Linked DNA regions of Mus musculus: region 2 is linked to region 1. The links are chromatin contacts, called in public Micro-C maps. All regions are on one chromosome and are shown on one strand. The core of a region is the stretch at or near the end of the contact, and the rest is flanking DNA. Distances in the headings are between cores, read along the strand shown.

Region 1 (7,044 bases), core at 1,232-3,731:
ACGTGAGTCTTTAAACCCCCAAAGCCTCTCCGGTGACATGTTGCTTCTCTGAGACAGTCAAAGGGCTGGCGGTAATGTCTGCCTCTGGTACCCAGACACAGTCCCTCAGGCCTACACATGCTTGCTGTCTTAGTCAGGGTTTCTATTCCTGCACAAACATCATGACCAAGAAGCAAGTTGGGGAGGAAAGGGTTTATTCGGCTTACACTTCCATACTGCTGTTCATCACCAAGGAAGTCAGGACTGGAACTCAAGCAGGTCAGAAAGCAGGAGCCGATGCAGAGGCCATGGAGGGATGTTCTTTACTGGCTTGCCTCCCCTGGCTTGCTCAGCCTGCTCTCTTATAAAACCAAGACTACCAGCCCAGAGATGGTCCCACCCACAAGGGGCCTTTCCCCCTTGATCACTAATTGAGAAAATGCCTTACAGTTGGATCTCATGGAGGCATTTCCTCAACTGAAGCTCCTTTCTCTGTGATAACTCCAGCTGTGTCAAGTTGACACAAAACTAGCCAGTACAATTGACCCCTTGTCAACTTGACACACAAACACATCACTAGAAAGCCTCAACCCTTAATTTCTTATTCATCCCCAAGATCTAAACAACTTTAAAAGTCCCACAGTCTTTACATATTAAAAGTCAATCCCTTTAAAATATCCAGTATCTTTTAAAATCCAAAGTCTTTTTACAATTAAAAATCTCTTAACTGTGGGCTCCACTAAAAATAGTTTCTTCCTTCAAGAGGGAAAATATCAGAGCACAGTCACAATCAAAAGCAAAAAGTCAATCTCTAACCCATCCAATGTCTGGGATCCAACTCACACATCTTCTGGGCTCCTCCAAGGGCTTGGGTCACTTCTCCCAGCCATGCCCTTTGTAGCACACACGTCGATCCTCTAGGCTCCAGATGCCTGGACTCCACTGCTGCTGCTGCTCTTGGTGGTCATCTCATGGTACTGGCATCTCCAAAACACTGCATGACCCCTTCAGTCCTGGGCCGTCAATTGCAACTGAGGCTGCACCTTCACCAATGCCTTCCATGGCCTCTCACAGTGCCAAGCCTCAGCTGCTCTGTGTGACCCCTTCATGGCTTCAAAACCAGTACCACCGTGGGTGACCCTTACACATTACCAAGTCCCACTGCAGCAGGAGTACAACCTTGGCTATCTCTGGAACACAGCGTCTTTGTGCTTTCAGAAAACACTTCCCAGAAGATGTCACCTCAATGATGCTGGTCTCTTCTTAATCACCGCTAATTTCTTAGCTCCAGCTAACCAGCATCAATAGTCCCAGTAATGCAAAGTTTTTGCTTTGGTAGTTCTGGTATCTTTTTAATCACAGCTGATTCTTCAGCCCCAGCTAACCAGAACTACAGAATCTTCACAATCAAAACAGCAATGGCCCTGAAAAGAGTCTTTAATTTTCCCTCTGAAATTTCACAAACTAGACCTCCATCTTCTGCAGTGTTCTCAATATTATCTTCCAAGCTCCTACACAACATCCGACAGAGCTCTTAACAACGGATGGATCTTCAAGCCCAAAGTTCCAAAGTCCTTCCACAGTCCTCCCGAAAACATGGTCAGGTTGTCACAGGAATACCCCACTCTGCTGGTACCAATTTGTCTTAGTCAGGGTTTCTATTCCTGCACAAACATCATGACCAAGAAGCAAGTTGGGGAGGAAAGGGTTTATTCGGCTTACACTTCCATACTGCTGTTCATCACCAAGGAAGTCAGGACTGGAACTCAAGCAGGTCAGAAAGCAGGAGCTGATGCAGAGGCCATGGGAGGGATGTTCTTTACTGGCTTGCCTCCCCTGGCTTGCTCAGCCTGCTCTCTTATAGAACCTAAGACTACCAGGCCCAGAGATGGTCCCACCCACAAGGGGCCTTTTCCCCCTTGATCACTAATTGAGAAAATGCCTTACAGTTGGGATCTCATGGAGGCATTTCCTCAACTGAAGCTCCTTTCTCTGTGATAACTCCAGCTGTGTCAAGTTGACACAAAACTAGCCAGTACACTTGCCTTAGCCAGATCTGCTCAATGTCAGCTGCTCAGGGTCCCACCCACTCCAGAGCCAGGGAGTCATGGCTCCGTGGACAACCAAGGGGTCTCCTTGGACAGGTCTGTTCCTTCGCCTATGCCCCTGCCACGCACCCCTAGGACTCCCTTTTCTCAGAAGCAGAAGGCTTGTGGTGTCAACCTGTGCCCTTGAGGGAAAGTCCACCCTGCAGCAAGGCTGGAGGCTGGCAGGAAGCACACGGCCACGACAGAGGGACTGGACAGTGGCTCTTCGCCATCTTCTGGGACAAGGCTGCACCAAGATAAACAGGAGGCTGTTCACCCTGGGGATTCCCAGAGAACGTGTTCCTTTTTAACTGGAAGGAAGGGATATCCTGACATTGATCCATGACATGGTCCCTGCTGGGAGTCCTTCCAGACCCACAAGAGGAAGGGCCAGGATGTGAGCTGTCCTGTTAACTGGACTGGACCAGCTGGAGGGAAGAACAGAAACAGCTGGATTTAGCTTTGAGGGAGAACAAAGGGAGATGGATCCCCGGACGCTGACTGGGGAAACAGATCCAGACCCAGGCAGCAGCTGCGTGGGCAGAGGCCTGTCCTGTCTTCTCTCTGCATCCGTGCTGGATAGAACCACACTGGGTACCTCCCTGGCTGGATGATAAGATGTGTGCCAGCCCCAGACATCATACACTATCTGTGCAGGAAACCCCTTGGGCTGCACCTACCTGTCTTGCTCACAGGGTGGGTTTGAGAATAGGAAGTGACGTTTTCTCAGTCGCCTCTCTTCCTCAGAGACACTGGAAGTCAGGCCCTCCCTCAACAACATGGTGACCACTCCACGGCCTGCTCACTGTTTGGCCCATGTCACCAGCCTATTTGTGAGGACAGACGACTAGGAATAGAAAGTTGCCAAGTCTGGCAGCCATCAGCCCCTGCACCCCTCCCTCAGATTCAAGTTTTCTGAAAGAATCATTTTCATCTCCACGCCCTCCCTCCCCTGGGAACACCGAGTGCGCCCGCTGGCTTCTGGTGCCACGTGCTTCTGCCTGCATTGCGGCCTCCTCAGCGTTCTCAGAGCTATCTGCTAACCCCCACCATGGCACACTTGGATGACCCAGTCCATCTCTTCGGGACACTTGATCGGGAACTATTTCACAGCCAAGTCACAGCTGTTTTCTGCTGTAGGAAGGAGCGTAGGCTGTAGGCCTCACCTCATGAACAACTCTCTGACTATGGGGAGCAGAGTGCTGAGGGACGGTCGGTGAGAGAAGACATGCCTGTCTGAGAGAGGGAGTGGCCTGAAGTGCCTTCTGTCAGGACTAAAGTTGGGGCATCTTGTGCCCATCCAGTCTTTCTGCACTATACATGTCTAATGGGCTCTGTAAGCTCTCTTGGGAAAGCCAGCAGCCCTGAAAAGGGGCCCTTTCAAACCACAAGGGCTTGATCTTGGGAGGCCATTTGGTAGGTGTGGTATGCACATATAGCACAGGCTTTCGGTGCACAGTCAGCAGCTGGATGCTCAACCATAAAGCACTCATTGGCTACCAAGATGTTGCGAAGCCTGAGCATCTGCTGGAGTGCTCACCAGGGAGGAAAATTAAATATCTAAATTGATTGGCTTATGTTGACCATGAGATAGTTAAACTATACAAAAAGTGGCTGGGTTACTTTAGAAACTGGTTCAGCCTCCTCCTCTTGTAGATGAGGCCTTGGCCCCCTGGAAGTTCACTACAGCCGCTTGTCCTCCATCAGGCAATCCCAGCAGAGCCTTGACTTCTGCCTCTGGAGTAAGGACAGGGGATGTGAGGCTGGGATAAGGCTCTTTAATGAAGGCAGGGGCAATCTGTATCCCTTGCCAATTTCTGGGGTGTAAATACTCTCACCAAGGCTGGTCTTGGTCACTTGCATGACATGTCTGGCCCAGAGTCTGTGGGGCTGTGCAGCCATCTCTCCTTAGCCTATGGTAATGAGATTGACCACATGTCTTGGGGAGAATTCATCCACTCGGCAGGTTTCCCAAATTGTCTTGTGGTCCAAGGGCCCCGTGGCAAGTCTCTAAGCAAGAAGACTGAGAATGATCATACTTGGCTTTGCTGTCCAGGGATGACTCTAGTGACTATGCTGTCAGATGGCCTCTGCTCAGCCCTATCATAGAAGGAGATAGCAAGCTCCTTGTGGCCTTGAAACTTGGCCACAGCCTCTCATTCCCTGGAGGGAAGCAAGTGTAGTCAAGGAGTTTTTGAAAGGTCATAGGTTGTGTGGCATGTTTATAAGAGTATATTGTTCTGCCCAAGGGACAGCGTGGTACCCAAGGACAAAACAGAAGAGCAACTCGGGGACGGTACACAGGACCTACAGATGCTGCAGGATAGAGCCGTGGGATAAGGCTTCCTTCAGTTTGGAACGTTCTCCAGAAAGCCATGTGTTAAAGGCTTGGTTTGGGTTTGGCACTATTGGGAGATGTGTACCTTTAAGAGGCAGAGCTGTTGAGGGAGACTTTAGGTCATGGGTGGATCTCTTCCTCTTTTGTTCCCCAGGTTTGAGATGAATGGTTTTGCTCCCCCACACAGTTAGTGCTTCACACCCCACCACAGACCCAACCCAGCCAGTCAATCACTGACCGGAAACCTAAACTGGGACATAACATCCTTCTCTTTTTACAAGTTGGGCATTTGTTACAGTAACAAAAAGCTAACCACCACATCCCGCCTTCCATTTGCGTCTCACATGGAGCTTTGCCCTCCGTTTCCCAGTAGATAAAGCCTGGGGGTTGAACACTGCTGCCAAGCCAAGCCCCACAGGATTTACCAGATCTGAGAGCATGCCACTCATCACTAGCTTATCCTTTCTTCCTCTAGGGAGCTTCAGTCGGCTGGAAAGACTCCCTTGGTATGGAGAAGAACATAATAATTAAGCATTTTGAGGGGAGAATGCTTGCAGAAGTTCAAATTAGATGCTATATCAGGAGATTATGGGCACCACTGCCAAGAAAACCCAGCAAGAAGCGCTGCCAGTGGCAGAAGCTGTGTTCAGCTGAATTATCAATGGACCCATGCTGAACCAGCAGGGTGGGTAAGCGGTGCTTCCCAGTACCTCCACACAGTCTCCATCGGGTCCCCAGCTCTGTCTCTGGGCCAACGAGATCAGAAGGCAGCTGGAAGTTCTGCCACGACCCTTGTGGAATCCCTGACCTTCTCAGAAAGTGGCTATGGGGGACAGGCCATCAGACCCTCAGGAATCCTCAGCACTCCTCCCTCGGGCTATCACCCACTGTAAAGGATTTTTCTCTCATTCTCCCTAAATTCCTAGCTATGGAATGCCTTCTGCAGAGACTTCTAGGCTGAGAAATGGAGTACTTAGGCTTGCTATAAGCCCTGTAGACTCTAGGTTGGCTTTGGGGACCTGCAAAGAGCTTCCACAAGTTTTTGGAGTCTGTTACAGAACAACAGTAGCAACTGTAGGATGGCGCCATAGCCTGACGGGCAGGAGGCCAGCATGAGCGCCAAGCCCACGCCTTCTATGTCTCTTGAGTGGTCCAGTGGCTCCAGGTCACTTCCCTATATCCACAACTCTGGAGCAAAGTTGGGTCAAAGCCTTATCCCCAGGGAGAGGCCCCCAGGCCTGGAAGTAGGCAAGAGACTGCTTGTCTCTCAGCTTTTCGTCAAAGCAAGTTGTGCTGTTTGGAAAGGTTGTGAGGACATGGGGACCTGGGGCTTAGGAAGCAGAAGTAGGTTTCTCTGGAACTCATAGGTGATATCAGTTCTGGGTTCTAGTCAAAGCTTCTTGCTTCCTGGTTTGTCAAGATGTGAACAAGGCACACCACAATGTCCCTACCACACTGTCCCCACCATGATGGCCCTGTGTCCTCCTGAATCTGAGAGCCAAAGTAAATGTCTCAAAATCAATCAAGTAATCAATAAAATAAATAATGGCTAATGCTGGCTCAACATCCTCTTATTTATAGAACCTCTTCCGGTTCTCTAAATTTACAATGGAATTCCCATTTTCAGATGAAGAAACTGAGGCTGAGAGGTTAAATGACTACTAAGACTGGCACAGTGCACCAGGGCTGGTTGTGAAACTGGCTTTGTTTATCGAATGTGTCTTCCATCCATGCCCATATAAAAGCTGCTCGTCTATCCCTCTCACCATCCCCCCAGCATCCTGTTCCTAAATTAGTCTGATTTCCTATCATCACAATATGGGACCAACTAGAATCATCAAATTACACAAGGTCTCTATGATATTCAAAACCAAACGGTCACTCTCAATCTTACCGTGGTACCTGCTTTTGGCTGGATTCTGGAGAGAACACTGAGTTATGGGTGGGCAGAGAAGAGAAAGTTGGCAAGGCTGAGGAGGCGGCAGGGCACCAGGGAAGGGAGGGACATGGATCTGGCCTGGTCTTATCCAAAGGACCCTTCTTCTAAATCTTCCCCCGGGCCCATCCGACAGGGAGGAACTCCATCACTGGTGGGAACTCCATCACTCAGAGCAGCTGTTCCCCTAGAAGAGAGGAAGGGGCGGGGCAACCTTTGCTGCTCTCTCGTGGAGACTCCATGACAGGCTCAGGAAATTTGTCCATCTAGAGGCAAAGAACTCAGGAGTTCTGTTAACCCTCCTCCCTCCTCTCCAGAGAATCGCTTCTGAGGCTAGCGATGTGCTCAGGAACAGGAGGCCTGAGTCTGTGAGGCCATGTCCTGTTGTCCTGTTGGGCTGGAGGCAGGCGCTGCTCAGTGGAGATTTCTGTCACTGACAAAGAACCTGGGGCAGAGCAGGCCTGGGTCCATGGAAGTGCTTCGGGGGAAGCCCTGCCCAACCGTGTCCTGTCCTTACAGACCCCCAACAAAGTTCCTGAATGCCCACCTCCGCCTTGTGTGCCTGGATGGACTGTGGGTTCCTTGCTCTGCGGTTTCGAGTACTGAGTGTTTTTGTTTTGCAACAAATCGTGGGAGTTCCCAGCCTTCTGAGCTGCATGCCTCTGTGTACGTTTGTGAGATGTCTGTAGCCACTCGGCCTCATT
Region 2 (7,044 bases), core at 2,626-5,125, 83 kb before region 1:
ATTGACTATTTTGATGGAGATTTTATTACTGCTATATTTAAAATTAAAAGAGTTACCATACTTCATTTTAAAACAAGTTGTAACTTAAAAACAAGAGTAGACTGGGTCGTGAGACAGTAGGTGTTTTGTCAGGTTAACATTTTATTTTACAAATAGTTAAATAACTTAAAAGCTTTTTGTTTCCTTAAATCTGAGTTCTAAACCACAATGGTCTGAAGAGCATGTGAGTGATGCTTGGACTGGGAATGCCCATGTGGCCAGGAGAGTGTCACAGTAGATTTGTCTGCACAGCTGTGCAGTGATGTCAGTTACACAGAGCACAGTCACAGAGTCATGGAACGAGCCTCATTGCCACACAGCCGTCCGCTCTGCCCTGGAAATGGCTAATTAAAGACCAGCGTGAGAGGCTGGCTGTGTTCTCCTCAGCACCACTCGCTGTCCTCTCCCTGAACGATGTTTAGTCATGAGTATATGTTGGACAATTTCTGAGAACATTTACACTTCTTGTTGCGACTCCTTCATATTTGCGATTTATGCTTTCATTGTCTCTATACTAGAATTTCTGTGTTACTACTAAATTGAGTGTCCATTAAACTTCACTGCATTTTACAAGGCTCTTCTGGTGCACTTTACTAGACTTATAGAATTGAATTAGTTTGCTGTGTATGAAAGCTTCTTTTATCATGAATAAATTTCGTTTAATCCGTGGGACTGTTAGTTTTAGATAACTTGTGTGATTACATTCATACTGGTACTAGGATATAAATAAGTATTTAAAACTAAGCACTAATGAAGGTACAGATGTAGAATATATTCACATAACTTGGGAATTTAAAAAACGATCTGATTCAAAAGGTGGGTAAAATGTTCCCATTGCCTACATGTCACCATCCAGTCACTTGTGGAAACAGGCTGTGGGCACTTTTATCTTGTGCAGCTTTTGGACGCTTGCATGTACGTGCACTGTACACAGCCCCGCAGACACCAGGACTCGTGTACATGCACCTTACCCAGCCCCGCAGACAGCAGGACTGGAGGCCTCACTCTTACTTTGCTCTCAGGTGCTTCACTTTCTTTGTACCTGGAGAGATTATTAAGCAGTGACTTATAATTAAAGCGATGGCTTTTCTAAAGTCTACAGTATCTGACATAACAGATCTGTGCAGCATAAATGTGGCATCTTTGTTAGACCGTTAACTCTTCAACACTCCAAAGTGGATACTGCACCTTGAGAAGACTCCAAAAAGTAGATTCACTACATGCCCATTTCCACTCTTGCAAAAGTCAGTGTGATTTTTGGTGGTGGGTGACGACTCCTCCATTTTTCTTGTGTAAACAATTTAATTGCTAAATCGGGTGCAAACCACCGTATGTTTGCAGTTAAGGTTAGTTTGGGTTTGCCTTTGTCTTCTTATAGCACTTAGCACAGTAGTGTTAGCAACTGAGTGAAATGGAAACTTTGGGTTCTTTGGGAAGTCAGTTGTGTTGGATGGTGTATTGCTGGGGCAAACACAGGAAACAGTGTTGTCCTGAAGTGCTCACAGATGAAAGGCTGAGGCAGACAAGACTGAGGCAGATTTGTGAAGAAACAGTTTGCTGCAGCAGACACAGGAGAAAGGGTGTTCTGCTAAAGCAAGCGCGTGTAAGGACAGGTGGTGAAGGAGTCTCTGCTAACAACACACATGTATTGGTCCGCCTTACGTTGCATAGTTGAGCTGCATTTGTCCGGACTCCAGGAGAAACCCACCAAAAGAACTTCTGGTGCTGTGCTGTAGTTTCTTGACGCTTCCTCAGACTCTGGCTGATTGGCAGAGTGACATCAGCTGAGACAGACACACATGCTGAGGCAAGGCACATGGAGGATGTGTGATGCTTGGAGGTTATAAATAGAACTCGATGGACAGTGATGGAGGCTGAGCTAGGCTTGCTTATAGAGCTAGCTGTGCAATGCTGTTGGTCTCGCATTTTCTCTGATCTTTGTTTCACTGAGAGAGGCACAGAAGAAAGCTTCTCCTGACATGCCTCCTGAACTGTACTTCTGGTATATCCGTAAAGTGTTTGTGAGTGGATGGAGCTGCCGCTGCTGACCTGTGAACTGAACTGCTGACTTCCAGACAACATAGACGGGAGTTGCTCCAAAGAACCTTTCTAAACAGGTTTAAGATGTAAGTTTTCAGAAGGAACTTTTAAAAACTAAAAACTTTTAGGCAGACTTGTGTAAATGCTCAGGTGAACTTTTCAACTTCCAGAATCCAGAAATAAACATATATATGACTATATGCTTTTAAAACATACCAAAGAGATGTTAATTTTACCCTTTTGAAAAACCATTCCTATGACCTGTAAAATCTGTACGTTATTGTTAGTGGAACATTTGCTTTCTCTAGCATATCTGCTTCAGAAAGAGGACGACACAGACCCTGGGATGGGCCTACTTCCTGTTTCAGTGCGCTGTGACTTTCTTTCACTCACTCACTCTCTTGGAAAGGGCATAGGCAGGCTGACTAGATGGCACAGTGGGTAGAGGTGCTTGTCACTAAGTCACGATCCCAGTTCAATCCCCAAGCTCCACATAGTGAAAGTCTCCTGCAGGTTGATTCCTGCAGGTTGTTCTCTCACTCCTGCAGTGTGCATGTCCTGGTGTGTTTATACACACATACATACATCATGCACCATACATATACATACACACATACATACATATATGCACACACATACATGTGCATGCATACAAAATTTTTCTTTAATTAAAAAAAGGAAAAGGCACTCATTTGTCACTGTGGGACCAGTCAGCTCAGATCTAGAAATGTGATGAGCAGCCCTATAAAACTCAATTTTTTAACAGTCTCAAGAGACACAAAGTCATTAAGAACATAGTAACAAAGACTGAGTTCATTCATTCACCCCTGAGAAAGCTCCAGTTATCTTGGGTGCTGCTTCTAAGTTGGTTTTCCCAGTTGTCTACAGTGACTATAGATGTCTTTAGCTTGGCCAATGAGAGGAAGTAGAACTTTAAGAGTGGATTCTAGTGGCAGGTTCATAGTTCATTCTGAACTAAGGGGAATCCTAAAAAGGGATCTAGGCCCTTTCCTTTCTTTTACTCCCTAGCCATAGGGTGAGTGATTTTGTGTTTAACCACAGGCCCAAAAGCAGTGGGACCAGTTGACCTATCGAACCTTGAAACCCTTGCCAAATAAGTCCATTCTCTCTGTATTCTTGGTCTCTGCTTGGTTTCTCAGGTATTTGTTAAAAGGACAGGAAGCTAATGCCATTGATTAAATCATCCCATGTATTGTTAAAATGATGAACAGCTAACACAGAAAGACAATTACTTCCAATACTTAACAATTCTCTAATTTTTTTAAAAGATTTGTTGTCTGTGAATGTGTGTGTCTGCATTTGTATATGTACCATGTACTAGTTAGTGTGTGTGTGTGTGTGTGTGTGTATTTGCATGTTTTTGTATCTGCATGTGTTGTCTGCATTTTTGTACATATCCAGTGTGTGTGTGCATGTGTGCGTGTGTGTGTGCATAGTGCATGTGTCTATACATGTACATCCAGAGTATGTGTAGGTCTGAGGGGCTTTCAGTAACTTTTTCTCTCCTTCTTCCTGGAGTTTCAGAGGTCCAAGCTGGGCCTTCTGGCTTGTTAAGCCATCTTGATGACCTCCAAAGTTAAAATTCTTCAGTGAAAGTAAGAAGTGTGTTTTAATTCTACGTAAGAAGTTTGAGGCTTGCACTTCTCCATAGGAAAGGTCTGAGCCTGATTCTTGGTGCTGGTCTGACTCCCAGCAAAGCCAGCAGGGTGTGGATGTGAATTCCAAGGCATCACACTTGGCAGAGGAAGGAGGGAGGATTACATTGCCTAAGGTCCCACAGGGGTGGGAGGGGGGTGCATCATGTTCCTCGCTGAGGCATCCTGAGGGAATGAGACTGTAGACCACTAAGTGGAGCTCGTAGGGAGCCTTGGACACTGAGGTAACTAACCAGCAGAGCAACTGAGATAACTAACTAGCAGCTCGACAAAGCTCACGCCTTAACTTAGGAACAAAGCAGAGCTTGCTAGCTTCATTTCTGTGGCTCCTCAGAGCTATTTTTATATCCTTTATTTCCCTGTTGTGTAAGGTACTGGCAATGACAGGCCTTTGCAAAGTACGAGTACTAATACTAATATTGTAGTATGAATCTTTCTTCTGGATGAATTGCTGTTTTGTTTTAAGGCAAAAGTCATCTTGGCAGTACCCTGTTGACAACTTAACTTGGAACTTCAATGCAGTGCCCTACCTAGGAAATGCAGTACTTTTCTCGAGATGAGTAACTGTGTAAGGACTGAAGAGAATGCTCTGCAGATAAGGTGCTTGCTAGCAAGCCTGATACCCGAGTTTGATCTCCAGGACCCCATAGTTGAAGGAGAACTGACTCCCACACATTGTTTTCTACACCCCATCCACCCGCCCACACAGCTTAAAAATGGTGTAAGCTTGGTTTTTGTTGTTATGCTTTGTACTCAAAGTGTCTGGGTGCCTCTCTTCTTTGTCATTTCTTCACCAATTCAGTGCCTAAACCAATGCTTTGCTCTGCATGTCAGGCCATTTTCATGGTAAGATTAAGGTGTGAGTTTTGTAACTGAGGAGTTTACACGCATGAAAGAGTTTCCTCCCACACTGGCATTAGAACTGCCAACTAGGTTATGTGAGTAGGACCTGAATGTGTTAACAAGGAGCCCTGTTTTCTCTCCTGAAGTGGTTGAGATGCCTTCTGCAGGCTCTGCCTGGCCCCAGACTTTGGTAAGTTACCCCAGCGGGGTTGGGACAGCACCTTGTCACAGTCACACTTCCCAACGCTGGAGCTGGAGCTGTCACTGCTGGCTCCTCAGGAGAAACATAATTCTGCCACTGTGAGTGACTGTAGGCAGCTAGGCCCTGCTGAGGGTTTCAGTATGGAGTCACTTCCAGTGACTGAGGCCACAGCTGCTTCCCTGCGGTGGATGGCACATCGAGATGGTTTTTGTTTCCATATTGTGATTTTGTTTTTCTTTTTGAGATGGGGGTGGGGTATTGCTTTCTTACACAAAGTAGTTTTGAATTCCTGAACTTCACTGATCCTGCTGCCTTAGTCCTCTGAGTAACTAGGGAGACGGGGAGACAGGCCAGCAGTGTGAGCCAGCAGACTCACACCATTTCAGGGTTTTAAGTGGCTCTGCTGAGTGGACTCTGCCATGCCCTTAAGGATTCAGGGCCCTTTGAACTGTCCAGGGTCCAAGCCTGGTTGCCAGTGCAGTCCATTTACATCAATGTTTGCTTTCAGCCAAGCCCGAATTTTAAGTCTGACAACACTGCCCTTCCAGGATATCTTGTGTTTTTTCATAATCTTTAATTCTGACATAAATAAAACCCTTACTCCCTTGCTCATTTATTTATCTTTTTTATTTCTTATCTAACCTTATTTCTTATCTTTTTATAGCCATCTCACAGAATTTTATCTTATAAACAAATGTCTGAAGCAAGATTGAGGGTGATTTTCACAATTTTGAACTGTTTGAACGTTTGAATTGTTAATGTATGTGTTTTCAACATCTGAAGCAGCTTCCCCCTCATTCGTGAAATACCTACTGCCAGTGTCTTCAGCTTTAGAGTTTGGGTGGTTTCAGGTTCTTTCTTTGCCAAAAACATTATAACATACAAATGTACAAGAATAAACACTATAAAAGTATAAATAGAAAGAAAGATGAAAGAGGATTTGAGTTTTATATACGCTTCTGTACAATTTCGTTTTATATCAAAGAAGATGATGTGTGTGTATTAGTCATGTATTCAGATGACACGGAGTTTCCTATAATACCTAACCTTTAGAAGATGAGCTTGCACACTTCTTTTCTTCATGCTGTGAAGAAGGCAAGTGTAACTCTCCTCATGGACACACAGCATCCGCATTACGGAAGAGTTCAGTTTGTTGGCAGAATCTGCACTCGGCGCACACTGCTTTCATTTATATTCAGTGGAGAGCTTTGTAACAAGATACAACTGAAACCCTTAAGAGAATGTTCTAATTAGATTAAAGTCAAGATATATTGTTCTTCATTTTAGCAGGAGATTTCCTGCCAAGAACTTCTATTGTAAAAGTATAATATCACATTTTGAAATCCTATATTGCAAACCAGAAATATTTTGGAAGCTGCCCAGAGCTGTTAATATTAAGCTTTGTTTTTAAATCCTTGTGTATCTCAAGATTATATTCTTAGGTCATCTGTCTGCAGACTTGTTACTTTGTAATGCCTGAAATGCTTTGGATATATGTATATGTATATATAAATAAAATAAAATCAGAGGTTTCTCTCCTCTGAAATTTAACACTTTTTTCATGTCAAGAAAGCTCTCCTTGCAGACAAATGTGGAACTGTAATAAACTGACCTTGTATTAACTTTCACATTTTCAAAGGCAGGGCCTGTTTGACTTTTCCCTTTGTTGTTTTGAGAGAAGCTGGCATTGAGCTTTATGTGTGGTGGAGGGTGAGTTTGAACTCCTGAGCCTACTGCCCTCTCCTCCCGATACTCGAGGATTTAATAGTAGTTTCTTTTGGTTAGGTTAAGGGAGATTAGAACTGCTGTGTAGTCTGCAGAGAATGCCGACCACTCCATCCCTGAGACCCACCGATGCGCGGGCCTTTTCTTCTAAAGTATACATTCCACTTTCTGGTCTCTTTAAGATGTTCGATAGCTAATCAGTCAATAATAAGTGCATTCCATTCTGGATAACCAAATGCTTCTTGTAATATTGATAAGATATATATGATTTTCTAATTCTTCATCTAGTCAAACAAAGGCTATATGAGCTAAACCCCAAGATTTCCTCCATTCGTTAATTTTTATGATGCTTTATTACAGAGATGAGATCTACTACAATAAGATTAGCCAGAGATTAAGTAGAAAGTCTACAGGCCTTTAATGGCTCACTGTGGAGGAAAGAAAGATTATTATTTTTGTTGTTGTTGTTGTTGTTTAAAAATACCTCTGTTAGTGCCTAGGAAAATCCTATGACAAAAA

What was found. A called contact is a pair of places that touch in the nucleus more often than the background predicts.
Region 2: a Micro-C map of muscle stem cells shows a contact between it and region 1, with 3 times the contacts expected there. The contact joins two enhancer-like sites. A contact is called at or near these places in 1 of 15 datasets of contacts at CTCF or cohesin (the NIH/3T3 cell line), 3 of 484 Hi-C or Micro-C datasets (the N1E-115 cell line, cerebral cortex and muscle stem cells) and 1 of 9 other capture datasets (adipose tissue).

The regions. Positions count from the first base shown.
Region 1 is chr1:183,068,013-183,075,056 of GRCm38.p6, reverse strand. No RefSeq gene overlaps it. Among named protein-coding and RNA genes, the nearest start is that of Gm33747, 5.9 kb to the right of the region's middle. Within about 2 kb of position 2,481, at least 39 of the 459 cell types and tissues checked have an H3K27ac peak or open chromatin away from gene starts, as enhancers often do. A contact at or near this core is called in muscle stem cells, where this site is marked.
Region 2 is chr1:183,152,627-183,159,670 of GRCm38.p6, reverse strand. All of the region lies in intron 3 of Disp1 (dispatched RND transporter family member 1), which reads left to right. Among named protein-coding and RNA genes, the nearest start is that of Disp1, 65 kb to the left of the region's middle. Within about 2 kb of position 3,875, at least 65 of the 459 cell types and tissues checked have an H3K27ac peak or open chromatin away from gene starts, as enhancers often do. A contact at or near this core is called in muscle stem cells, where this site is marked.